2 separate regions of the Sus scrofa genome follow, and region 2 is linked to region 1. The links are chromatin contacts, called in public Hi-C maps. All regions are on one chromosome and are shown on one strand. Each heading gives the region's core, a stretch centred on a gene start, on an enhancer-like site or on the middle of the called end of the contact. The rest is flanking DNA. Distances are from core to core; before and after follow the strand shown.

Region 1 (6,104 bases), core at 1,915-4,414:
AAAGAAAAAAAAAAAAGGCAGGAACTACTCAGTAACTTCCTCACGTCTGTTGGCTTGGTTTTCCCTTTCTCCTTCTGTAGACCCGTCCTTAGAATAGAGGTTGTGCGCCTACATTTGGAAGCAGCAAAGAGGGAGCGGGTTTCATTCCCAGATTAGGATTGGGGAGTGGGGAGGAGAAGACTCCCTCCCTCCAAGGGTGAGTGAGGAAGAGAAAGGGGGAGGCAGGGCTGGAGATGCTCCAGAGAAAAAGCTGTAGAGTGGTGGGGGCTCCAGGGAGAGGCAGGGAGTGATGTGAGAATGGTTTCCAGACTGAAAGACCCGGGAGAAGACAGCTGGATTCAGAAAAATGGGGCGGGGAAATGGAGCTTCGATCTGGTGAAGGAGCAAATAAATAAAGACAGAGTAAACAGAGTGAAAACAGGAGATTGTAGGCTGGGAGGAATCTCAGAAGTCGTGGGTTTCAAAAAATGCAAAGACTGTAGTATGTGGGCCAGTGCAGGATTCACCGGGGGGATGGAAAGGTAAAGGCAAGTCAAGGGGCACAGAACGAAGGCCCAGGATGGGAAGGCCACTCACAAGGACGGAAGGCGGGATGGAGAAGGGGCCTGAGTCAAGGACCACCTTCCTCGGTGGATTTGGGGTCTGTATGTGTGTGGAGGGAGTGGCCTGGAGGCCAAGGAGGGTGAAGACAAAGATGAATGAGGAGGATGGCGAAGAGTTAACTTGTCTGGGCAGATGGGCTTCTAGGCACAGGAATGGCCCTGAGTCCGGTAGCCTGCAGGAACAGGAGGCCAGCAGGAGCACCCTGTGTTCTGTACAAAGACTGTGCTGAGGGAGTTCCCGTCGTGGCGCAGTGGTTAACGAATCCGACTAGGAACCATGAGGTTGCGGGTTCGGTCCCTGCCCTTGCTCAGTGGGTTAACGATCCGGCGTTGCCGTGAGCTGTGGTGTAGGTTGCAGACGCGGCTCGGATCCTGCGTTGCTGTGGCTCTGGCGTAGGCCAGTGGCTACAGCTCCGATTCGACCCCTAGCCTGGGAACCTCCATATGCCTCGGGAGCGGCCCAAAGAAATAGCAAAAAAAAAAAAAAAAGACTGTGCTGAGGACTTTGGATTTATTCTCAAGGAGGTGGGGACCTGCTCATTCCTCCTTTCCACCCCCAATGTGGGGTGTCTTGGGGCCCATCTTCGAATCGGTTCTCCACCTGCCCTCATTTCTTTAGTGACCTCATCCATTCTCACTGCTGACCACGTCCACATTTTTCTCTCCAGAACCATAGGTTTGTACAAGGTGGCAGAATTAGGGGGTAAGGAAACTGGCAGACGGAATTTAACAGGGTCTGGTTGTCAGGTTCCTACAATGGGAAACCAAGTTTTACTGGATCTTGACCAAGAAAAAATTTTGACCAGCAGAAAATCAACTTGTACCAAATACATACAGATTGACTTGCAAATGGAAAATCAATTTATTAATTTATCGAAGCAGATCAACACCTATTTATTTTTTGCCTGTTTGCTTCTTTTAAATACCTGCTTTTTTTTTCTGGAAAGTTTCTTTTTTTTATTTTTTGGCCTCATCAGCACGTGGAAGTGCCCAGGCCAAGGCATGAACCCACCCTACAGCAGTAACCAGAGCAACAGCAGTGACACCACTGCAGCTTTAACCCGCTGAGCCACCAGTGAACTCCTGCTGTTTTTCTTTTCTTCTTTTTTCCTCTCTCTTATTTCTTTTACAGAAGTGCTCAGGCCAGGGGGACTGAATCCAGGAAGCAGCAGCTGTGGCAGATCCTTTAACCCACGGCTGCCAGGCCAGGAATGGAACCCTGCCTCCTCAGCCACCCAGCCCCTGCAGTCAGATTCTTAACCCACTGTGCCACAGCAGAACTCCCTCCTCTTGTCTCCTTTTGTTTTTTCATTTTTGGTTGCCCCGAGGAATACGGATATCTGGGGCTAGGGATCAGATCTGAGCCTTAGTGAGGACCTAAGCCCCAGCTGCGATAATGCAGGATCCTTAATCCACCCTGTCCAGCATGGAATCTGCGACCCAGCGCTCCCAAGACACTGCTGATCCCATTGCGCCACATCAGGAACTCCCCTCCTGCTGTTTTGAAAAGTTTCACTGGTGTCACTCTGATTATAAAAATAATGCATTGTTCACTATAGAAAGTTTCAACAATTCAGAAAATTATGGGGAATAAAATGGAAATCATCTATAACACTGACAATGACACTTCACATTTGTCTCTTTCTATTTCTGTGTGGATATAACTTTAGCAATACTGGGATCAAACTATATATACTTTTGTATCCTACTTTTGTTTATTTTTATATTGTAAGCATCCAGGGGGGTAAAAACCTTTAGACCTTGTCAGTTCTTACAATATATTTATTTTTACTATCCCGGGAAATACTTTGTTTACAATACCAAGGTCCATTAACAGAAGATTGCTTTGGTGACCGTGAAATCTGAGTAAAACGTAATACCTTGAAAATCAGGTAATTGTACGGAACAACTGGATCCAGGCTGCGTTACTAGCATCATAGACGCCCTCTCCTCACATTCTTTAAGTGGCCGCTATGCCGGGTACGGGTCCGCGGCCCCGGTGACCGAAGGTGGAGGTCCAGGGTCAAGGCTAGGGCCGGGCCACCACGCAGGGCAGACGTCACGAGGCATGGTGAGGCTTCGCCTGAGCTCACCAGTGTCCCGCAGGCATAAGCGAGTGGACGTGGCCCAGGTAGGCCTTCTAGACGCAAAGGGCGAACCTGACTCCCCGGGGTCCTGTTCCAGCGCCTGGTCCGGCCTCCCTGAGCGCGAGCCGGGGAGGGGGAAGGCGGGGGCAGGCAGTGACCCTGCAGACTAGGAGCCGCTAAGCTTCTCTTTTCGGGGCAGGGGCTGGGGCTCGGGCTCCCGGCGGGCCCTCCCCGCGTCGCCGACCTCGCGCAGGAAGGCGGGCGGGATGCCGCCTCCCGGGCACCGGCCTCTCCGAGGCCTACCCGCCCCGCCCCGCAATCGCCCCGCCCCGCCCCTCAATCGCCTTCAGTCAAGATGGCCCCTCCCGGGCGGGGGAAGGGGGACACGTGACTCACGCCCCGCCCCCGCCCCCGCCTCCCGTGCTTGGGGCTCCGGGCGTGGGGAGGCTGGCAGCTACCTGCCCGCTGGGCAATCATGGTCCGGGGTCCGGCGGGCGCCTGGGCCGTGCTCGGCCCGCTGCTCTGGGGCTGCGGGCTGGCGCTGCTGCAGGGCGGGATGCTCTACCCCCAGGAGAGCCGATCGCGGGAGCGCAAGGAGTTGAATGGCCTCTGGAGTTTCCGCGCCGACTTCTCCGACAACCGGCGCCAGGGCTTCGAGCAGCAGTGGTACCGGAAGCCGCTGCGGGAGGTGCGAGATGCGGGGACGGGGCACGGGGTCAGAGCAGGGAAACTCCTGGAAGTCAGGTGGGGGTATGGGGCGCCTTCCCATGTGCCCTCGGAACTGCTGGCCAAGAGGAGGTTAAAGGCGAACGGGCTTAGGGGGCTTTGGGTCGGCTCACCGGAGGGACCGGGAAGGAGGAAATGGGTGGGCCCGACGCTGCTGGGGGAAGTGGAACCCGAGCCGTGTCCGCATGGAGCAGGGGCGGGTGGCTGCATAGAAGCAGGAGGGGAGGCTTTGGGTATCTTAGGGCCAGCTCTGCCCTGGCAGGAAGGACCTTGGGTTCCAAGGTTCAGGCAGAGGACGGGGCTTGGCAGCCAGCCAGCCAAGGACCCCCCTCTAGTCTCCCTTAAGACTTGGTTTGAGTGGGGCAAGCCTGTGTGCCCATCTTTCGCTCGCCTTTCTTAGATCCCCTTTTTTAGTCTTTGCCGCCCAGGCTTCATCAGCAGAGGAAGAAAGGGGCGGGGGCTGGGGCCAGGCATGTGCCGCACTCACAGTTTCCTCAGCGGAGCAGCTCCGGTACCCCTGCCAGCCTTCCTCCCTGGGGCAGTCGGTTGATCACCTTCCTCTTAGTCAGAGTCTTGTCTCTTTAGATCCTCTTTACCCCAGACTGGTTGTGGCCCTGGGTGCAACTCTTTCCATGGAGACCTTGGTGCCCTGGGCTCTGCCACCAGAGCTTGGATACAAACCATCTGAGCAGCTGATCTCATCAGCACGGTTATCCACCCCTTCAGCCAATGTGTATTAAGTCCCTGCTATATGGCAGGGCTGGTGCCAGACTCTGGGCATACAGCTGTGAGGGACAGGAGATTCTTGCTGCTTTGGTGGTGGGTTTTTTTGGCCACACCCACAGCATGTGGAAGTTCCTGGGCCAGGGATGGAACCCCAGCCACAGCAGTCCCTGCAGGGACAAGGGGGGGAATCTGTAATCCCCAGGGCCACAATTCTGTCTTTGTTGATGGTCACATGCCCCACATATGTATGTCCTCAGGAAACTCTTCCCCAGGCTGCTCCCAGACTCACAGAGCTATTTGCCTCACTCCTGCCTTGCCTTCTACCTGAGATGTTCAAAGGTCTGGAGGTTCAAGGATTCCCCGCAGGGCTCAGGTTCACCTAGTTCTGCCAGGGTGTCTAGAGTTCATATCCTATGGGCCCTGGCCCCCAAAGGCCTCCCCTGAGCCCTAAGAGTCCCCCTGCCACTCTCCACACTCTTCAGTAGAGCTGATCGCCTGACAGCAGAGGCCTTGTTCACTGTTTTATGCTCAGCGTCTAAAACAGGAACACGTAGGAGTTCCCGTTATGGCTCAGCAGAAACAAATCTGACTAGCATCCATGAGGACGCAGGTTCGATCCCTGGCCTCACTCAGTGGGTTAAGGATCCCTCGGTGCCATGAGCTGTGTGTAGGCCACAGATGCAGCTCAGATCTGGCGTTGCTGTGGCGGTGGTGTAGGCCAGAGGCTCTGATTCGATCTGTAGCCTGGGAACCTCCAAATGCCACAGGTGTACCCCTAAAAAGACACAATAAAAAAATAAAAATAAAACAGCATGTAGTATGTTCTCTATACGCCGTTGAGTGAGTTTGTTCCTGGGTCTACTTCATGGAGTTGTGAAAATTAAATGAGTCCATAAAAGACATGGGTCAGTCGCTGACAAAGAAGAGTGGTGGGTGGCCTGGAATCTGGGAAAGGTCGTTTTGTCCAGCCTTCTTCCTACAGGCAAGGCCACTGGGGGACCTGACCCCCTAGATTCCTACGTGGTCTAGACCTGACGCCAGCCCTTGTTTCTGCAGTCGGGCCCCACCCTGGACATGCCGGTTCCCTCCAGCTTCAACGACATAAGCCAGGACGGACGGCTGCGGAGCTTTATCGGCTGGGTGTGGTATGAACGGGAGGCCATCCTGCCCCAGCGATGGACCCAGGACCTGGGCACCAGAGTGGTGCTGAGGATCAGCAGTGCCCACTACTACGCCATTGTGGTGAGTGCAGCAAGCAGCAGGCGGGGGGCGAGCAGACAGGCACGGCCCCTGGGCACGCATGTGGCTGCCTTGGGGTGCCTGGCTCCCAGCTGTCACGTGACAGCCTGCTTCCTAGGGAGGGGTGGGGGAGGCACTGGGGTTCGTGGCCTGGGTTGGGAGGGTTGCCTCATCTCTCCCCTTGAAGCTCCATTCCTCTCCTGAGGCAGGTGGCAGGATCCTCAGCCCCACCCTGTGCTGCCCTTCTATGTGAGGGGGCACCTGAGACAGCAGGGCCCCCTCCTCATGTCTCCCTGTGTCTGCAGTGGGTGAATGGAGTCCATGTGACAGAGCACGAAGGGGGCCACCTCCCCTTCGAGGCCGACATCAGCAAGCTGGTCCAGACTGGGCCCCTGTCCTCCTGCCGCATCACCATCGCCATCAACAACACGCTGTCCCCCCACACCCTGCCGCCAGGGACCATTCTCTATAAGACGGACACCTCCAAGTGAGCAGCACCTTGTCCCCATCCCCGTCCCCCACTCCCCTCCCTGCCCAATCGTCTCCCCGCCAGGGGCAGGGTGGCCTTAACCAAGGTGGGGCCCTGGCCCTGGGAGGCCAGGGAGGCATGTAATCTGAGCTCCAAGGACCCAGGGCCAGGCCACTGTCCTCCCACCTTAGGTACCCCAAGGGTTACTTTGTCCAGAACACGAACTTTGACTTCTTCAACTACGCGGGACTGCAT
Region 2 (6,208 bases), core at 2,879-5,378, 50 kb before region 1:
GCTAAGTGGCAGGTTGTTGAGAACAAGATATGGTGAGAGTTGACAGACATCAACTTAATCAGGTCATCTAATTTAACAGCACCAGTAATTACGACGACGTGATGCACTGAGAAGGAAACGTCCCTTATGACAATCCTGTCAAAAAATTTAAACCTAGTTATGAGAATATAAACAGACAAACGCAATTTGAGGAAGCTTCATAGCAACTGGCCTGGATTCTTCAAATATCACTGTCATTTGTCATGATGCCAATGTCACAAAAAGAGGCTAGGAGACTGTTATTAAAAGCGATTAAAGAACCATAAAACTAAATGCAGTATGTGACTACTGACTGGATCTTAAATCCATTAAAAAAAAAAAAAAGCAGCTAAAATATTAGGAAAGCTGAAGAAATTTTAATACAGGTTGCATTTTAATGTTATCAGTGCTAAATTCCCTGGGTGTGAAGATGGTATTGCAGTTACACAGGAGAATGCACTTTAAAAATTGATAAAATGATACATCTATAACTCTGAAATAGTTCAGTAAAAAGTGTGTGTGTGTGTGTGTGTGTGTGTGTGTGTGTGTGTGTGTGTGTGGAGAATGCATGCATGTGTGACAGAGGGAAGGCAAATATATCAAATGTTGACAAATGGTGACTCTAAGATATAAAAGGTACTTGTGATGCTCTTTTTGCAACTCTCCAAAGAGTTTGAAATTTTTCAAGGTAAAAAGTTGAGAAAAATGAAGATGTAAAACTAAAGAATTCTCTAAGTTTAAAACAAAGACATTAGCATAACTTATAAATGAGGACACTTTCCTCCCATGCTCCTTCACATTCTCTTGTAGGACTGAGAATAGTACTGATTTTATTTACGGATGTTTAAAATAAATATTCTAAGTGAATATTAAATACTGTCTGAATCTAAACTTACAGGAAGGCAGTCACTTAATTTCCTTAAGTAATGAATTAGCTGACTGAAGTTGACTTGCACTTTGAAATTTACCTATAAAATTTCCTTAACTTTCTGCTGAGTCAATTTAATGGATATAAACATCCATTCGGAATAAACAACAAAATGATCTATTGACAGACCTTCCTTAGAGGCACACACACGTACAAAAAAGCCCAAGCAAACAGTGTCTATTAATTGCCACACAGTTAACTCTTAAGAACACAATGACAACAGAATTGTTCAAATTCTTCCATGTTCAACCTATGTTATCAACCCAAGTCCTGCTGTGAAAAACTAAATTGTGATCCAAGAAAACTGAGCAGGCTTCCAAGTCAATGAACTATTTATTTATTTCCTTTTTTTAGGGCCATACCCACAGCACATGGAAGTTCCCAGGCTAGGGGTCAAATGGGAGCTCTAGCTGCCGGCTATAGCCACAGCAGCAACCCACAGCCACAGAAACGCTAGATCCAAACCACATCTGTGACCTACACCACAGATCATGGCAACGCCGGATCCCCAACCCCCTGAGCAAGGCCAGGGATGGAACCTGCATCCTCGTAGATACTAGTCAGATTCATTTCTGCTGTCCCACAATGGGAAGTCCCTCAATGAACAATTTAAACTGCAGCACTGTCTTAGGAGCTAGCAAACAAATTACCTTCTTTTCTGTCCTGTTACTGAATTGCTTAAGGACCTCTTAGCTAACTTCTCTAAATCTCAGTATTTCCAGCTATAAAATGAAGGAAATTCTGATATTATCTCAAACAGATTATAGAGAAGAGTCCATTCTCCCTATGTATATTAAGTTCAAGAGTAAAAGAATGGGAGTTCCCTCTGTGGCACAGGGTGTTATTAAGGACCCAGCATTGCAACTGCTGTGGCTTGCTGCTGTGGTGCAGGTTCGATTCCTGGTACTGGAACCTCCATGTGCCACAGGTGAGGCCAAAAAAATTAAAATAAAAGAATGAACAGAAGGAGTTCCCACTGTGCTACAGTGGGTTAAGTATTCAACTGCAGTAGCTTGGGTTTCCACAGAGGTGAAGGTTCAATCTCTGGCCAAGAGCAGCGGGTTAAAGGATCCAGCAGCATTGGAGTTCCCATCGTGGCTCAGTGGTTAACGAATCCGACTAGGAACCATGAGGTTGTGGGTTCGATCCCTGGCCTTGCTTAGTGGGTTAAGGATCCAGCATTGCCGTGAGCTGTGGTGTAGGTTGCAGATGAGGCTCAGATCCTGTGTTGCTGTGGCTGTGGTGTAGGCCAGCGGCTACAGCTCCGATTAGACCCCTAGCCTGGGAACCTCCACATGCCGTGGGAAGCAGCCCTAGAAAAGACAAAAAAGTAATAAAATAAATTAAATAAAATAAAGGATTCAGTGTTGCTGCAGCTGTGGCACAGGTCACAGCTATGGCTTGGGTTCAATTCCTGGGGCAGGAACTTACAAATGACATGAAGCCATAAAAATTTTTCTGTGTTTTTGTCTTTTCTAGGGCTGCACCCACAGCATGTGGAGGTTCCCAGGCTAGGGGTCTAATCAGAGATGTAGCCACCAGCCTAGGCCAGAGTCCCAGCAACTCAGGATCGGAGCCAAGTCTGCCACCTACACCACAGTTCATGGCAACACCGGATCCCTAACCCACTGAGTTAGGCCAGGGATTGAACCCATAACCTCAAGGTTCCTAGTCGGATTCATTAACCACTGAGCCACAACATCAACTTCCTCGGCCATAAAAAAAAAAAAAAAAAAAAAATCAATGAATAGAAAGTGGAGTTCCCATGGTGGCTCAGCATAAACAAACCTAAGATAGAGGATGGCAAAATCAATTTAAGGAGTCAACATTCTATTTTAATAGAAGAGACTACTAGAGTTACTGTATACAACACTGTCTCAGGAAGCTTTCACTTCAGATACATATACGTATTGTGGTTTTTTGGGTTTTTTTGGGTTTTTTTTGTCTTTTTGGCATTTCTTGGGCTGCTCTCACTGCACATGGAGGTTCCCAGGCTAGAGGTTGAATCGGAGCTGTAGCCACCGGCCTATGCCAGAGCCACAGCAATGAGGGATCTGAGCCGCGTCTGCAACGTACACCACAGCTCACGGCAATGCCGGATACTTAACCCACTGAGCAAGGCCAGGGATCGAACCCGCAATCTTATGGTTCCTAGTCGGATTCTTTAACGAGCGCCACGACGGGAACTCCAACTGCGTGTGTGTGTGTGTGTTTAAGTCTGCAAAACAGTACATATAAACGTGAAACATGAAGTAAAAGAACATAAAGGAAAATGTCAGGATTAAACAATCAGAGTTCCTGTCCTAGCTCAGCTGCAATGAACACGAGAAGTATCCATGAGGATGTGGGTTTGATCCCTGGTCTCTAGCCTGATAACTTCCATAAGCCACACCTGTGGCCCTAAAGAGCAAACAAAACATAAACATGTTGCCAAAGAGAACGCAACATAGGTATAAAAATCCACATACAAAGTAGCTGCAAAAACTTCCCTCTGCACGCAGTACAAGGAGCAAACATGGAAAAGCCGATGTGGAGTTACAATTGTTAGAATGGCTTCTACTCCTAGCCCCCCACCCCAACCCCACACGGCTACCTGCTTCTTAACTACTTTGCAGAGCACCTCCTCTGAATCCGGGCTCCCCAGAAGCCCACTGCTCCTAAGCAAAACTCTACTCCAGCATTTCCCCACCTCTCCTCCAGGTACTTCCAGGCCGGACCCAGGGTTTAATAAGTCCCTGCTCTCATACCCAGCTCCCCACCGCGACCTGGCGACGCTGTTGAGTGCGTGAGGGAGGGAACAGACACCTGGCACCCCTAAAGGCAGCCGGGCCAAGTGGCCCTCGCCCCACGTCCTGAGCACGCGGTGGGAGAGGGGGCGAAGGTTCAGAAGGCCGGAGGGAGAGTCCCTTCCTAGCCTCCTGGCCCGCCGCCCTCCCCGCCCGCCCGGACGAGGAATCGCCCCCGGCCCACATCTCCCGGCTCCCAGGAATTAGCCGTCCCCAGCTCTGAGCGTCGCCCTTGAGCCGACGACGCGCCCCGGGCGGCTTACACTTCCATGTCGTCCCCGCCTCGTCGCCTTCGGCCGGACACAGACCCTCACCGCCCATCCGCTGCTCTCGCCGCCCGAGCAAAGCGCCCGGAAACCGACTCCGCGGACCGCGGTGCACGCCGGGATCGCCGCGCTGCATGCCGGGATCCTGGAGGACCCCCGTGGGGCCGGGGGCGTTGCTGGCTCGTCTTCCCGACCCGTCTCTGCGCTCTTGGTCCGACCTCAGGCTGTCAAACGTTTGCAGACGGATTTAGCTCACGTTTTCGTGGTCTAGGGTATATCCAAGTATTAATCCAAAGATGTAATCGGATTCGTAGGCATTTGCAGCGTTAAAATCCCACCCCTTGGATAGTAGCGATGGCAAGGGGCGAGGTGGCCTTGGGCTGCTGGACATGCTCTCTTTCAGGATCTGGACGCCGAGTAGGTGGTGCTTCTGAAAATTCGGTGGGCTGTAGCTTATGTGCACATTTCTGTATGTGTGTTATAATGGAATAAAACGTTCTAAAAGGTGAAAAAAAATCTCAGACTCCCTTCTCCCTGTTCCCATTCTTCACTATTTGTCAGAAAATTATGAAGAGACTTCTTGACAGTCTCTGATCTGGCCTTTCTAAGAATTTGCCCAAATGGAATCATCAGATGCTTGACGAAAGATCAACGTGTAATGATAATTTTGCTGGGAGATAGCCTACATACCCAACAATGGAAAATTGATAAATCGTGTTTCAGCCATACAGTATGCAGTACGATATATGTGGCCCAAGTAATCTTGTAGCATATTTGATATGCTGGGGAAATGCTCAAGACAGATTTTTTTTTTAAGATGGAAAATGATGTGTTGTGACTCTAATAATCTAAAGAAAAATAATGCATAGGGGAAAAAAGACCTCAGGGTAAGGGTGATACAGCCACCTAATCTATGAAATTTTGTGTCTTAAAAAAAAAAAAAAAAAAAAAGAGTTCCTGTTGTGGCTCAGCAGTTAACAAACCCGACTAGCATCTATGAGGACTCAGGCTCTATCCCTGGCCTCACTCAGTGGGTTAAGGATCCAGTGTTGCCATGAGCTGTGGTGTAGGTCACAGACACGGCTCTGGCGTAGGCAGGATGTTACAGCTCCTATTCGACCCCCTAGCCTGGGAACCTCAAATGCTGCAGACACAGCCCTAAAAAGACAAAAAGGAAAAAAAAAAGTGGAAGGCTGATGTCTATTTTCTTCTGAATTTTTAGTATGTTTGAAGTATTTGGAAGGAAATATGCCAAAAATTAAAAATGGCTGGTGTCTTTAGGTGATGAATCAATTGCTAATTTTTCCACTTTTTTATAATTATATCAGTTATCATTTACTAAACACTGTCTCCTTGATAAGCGTTTTGTTATTCCCTGATATTAACAGTTGACAATGCAGGCTTTGCAGGCAGCCTCTGATTCTGTTTATCTCCATCAGTTTATTAGGGGTTGTTTGACCTTGGGAGATTACTTAACCTCTCCTAACCTCAATTCACTAATCTATAAATCATAGGTCCGTTATGTATCTACATAGTAAATGCTCGACGAATATTAGTTACTGTGACAGTACAACCATGTTACTCTATGAGGTAGATTCCTTTGTCACTCAAATTTTACTACTGAAGAGACTGAGGCAGGCTTGTTTTTTGAATTGTACACTTTGAATGGGTGAATTGTATGGTATCTGATGATTTAAATATCAATAAAGCTGTTAAAATATTTTTAATGGATATTTGCCTATGGGGATTGCTTTGGAAGAGAAGTGAGGGGAATTTACACATTCAGAATTTTAATTTTTTTTCAGTTTATGTGTTATTTTTAAACTACGAAAATATTTTTTTATTTTTATTAATTAATTTTTTTTGGTCTTTTGTCTTTTTAGGGCCACGCTTGCGGCATATGGAGGTTCCCAGGCTAGGGGTCCAATCGGAGCTGTAGCCACCGGCCTACGCCACAGCCACAGCAACACCAGATCCAAGCTGCGTCTGTGGCCTACACCACAGCTCATGGCAATGCCAGATCCTTAACCCACTGAGCAAGGCCAGGGATCAAATCCGCAACTTCACGGTTCCTAGTCGGATTGGTTAACCACTGAGCCATGACAGGAACTCCCAAAAATATTTTTTTAAACAACTAATTTTCATTAAGAATCACAGGAGTTCTTGGAATTCCTGCCATGACACAGTGGGTTAAGAACCTGACTGCAGCA

The links. A called contact is a pair of places that touch in the nucleus more often than the background predicts.
Region 2: a Hi-C map of liver shows a contact between it and region 1, with 2.6 times the contacts expected there. The contact joins the promoter of CRCP here to the promoter of GUSB in region 1. A contact is called at or near these places in 8 of 47 Hi-C or Micro-C datasets (brain, embryonic fibroblasts, fetal heart ventricle and 3 more) and 2 of 2 datasets of contacts at active chromatin or transcription factors (alveolar macrophages and skeletal muscle).

Annotation. Positions count from the first base shown.
Region 1 is chr3:16,668,907-16,675,010 of Sscrofa11.1, forward strand. It overlaps GUSB (glucuronidase beta), which reads left to right and starts at 3,165. Exons shown (of 12, transcript NM_001123121.1): 1 at 3,165-3,377; 2 at 5,198-5,383; 3 at 5,686-5,867; 4 at 6,041-6,104. The coding sequence starts at 3,165.
Region 2 is chr3:16,617,789-16,623,996 of Sscrofa11.1, forward strand. It overlaps CRCP (DNA-directed RNA polymerase III subunit RPC9), which reads right to left and starts at 4,129. Exons shown (of 7, transcript XR_002342338.1): 1 at 3,996-4,129.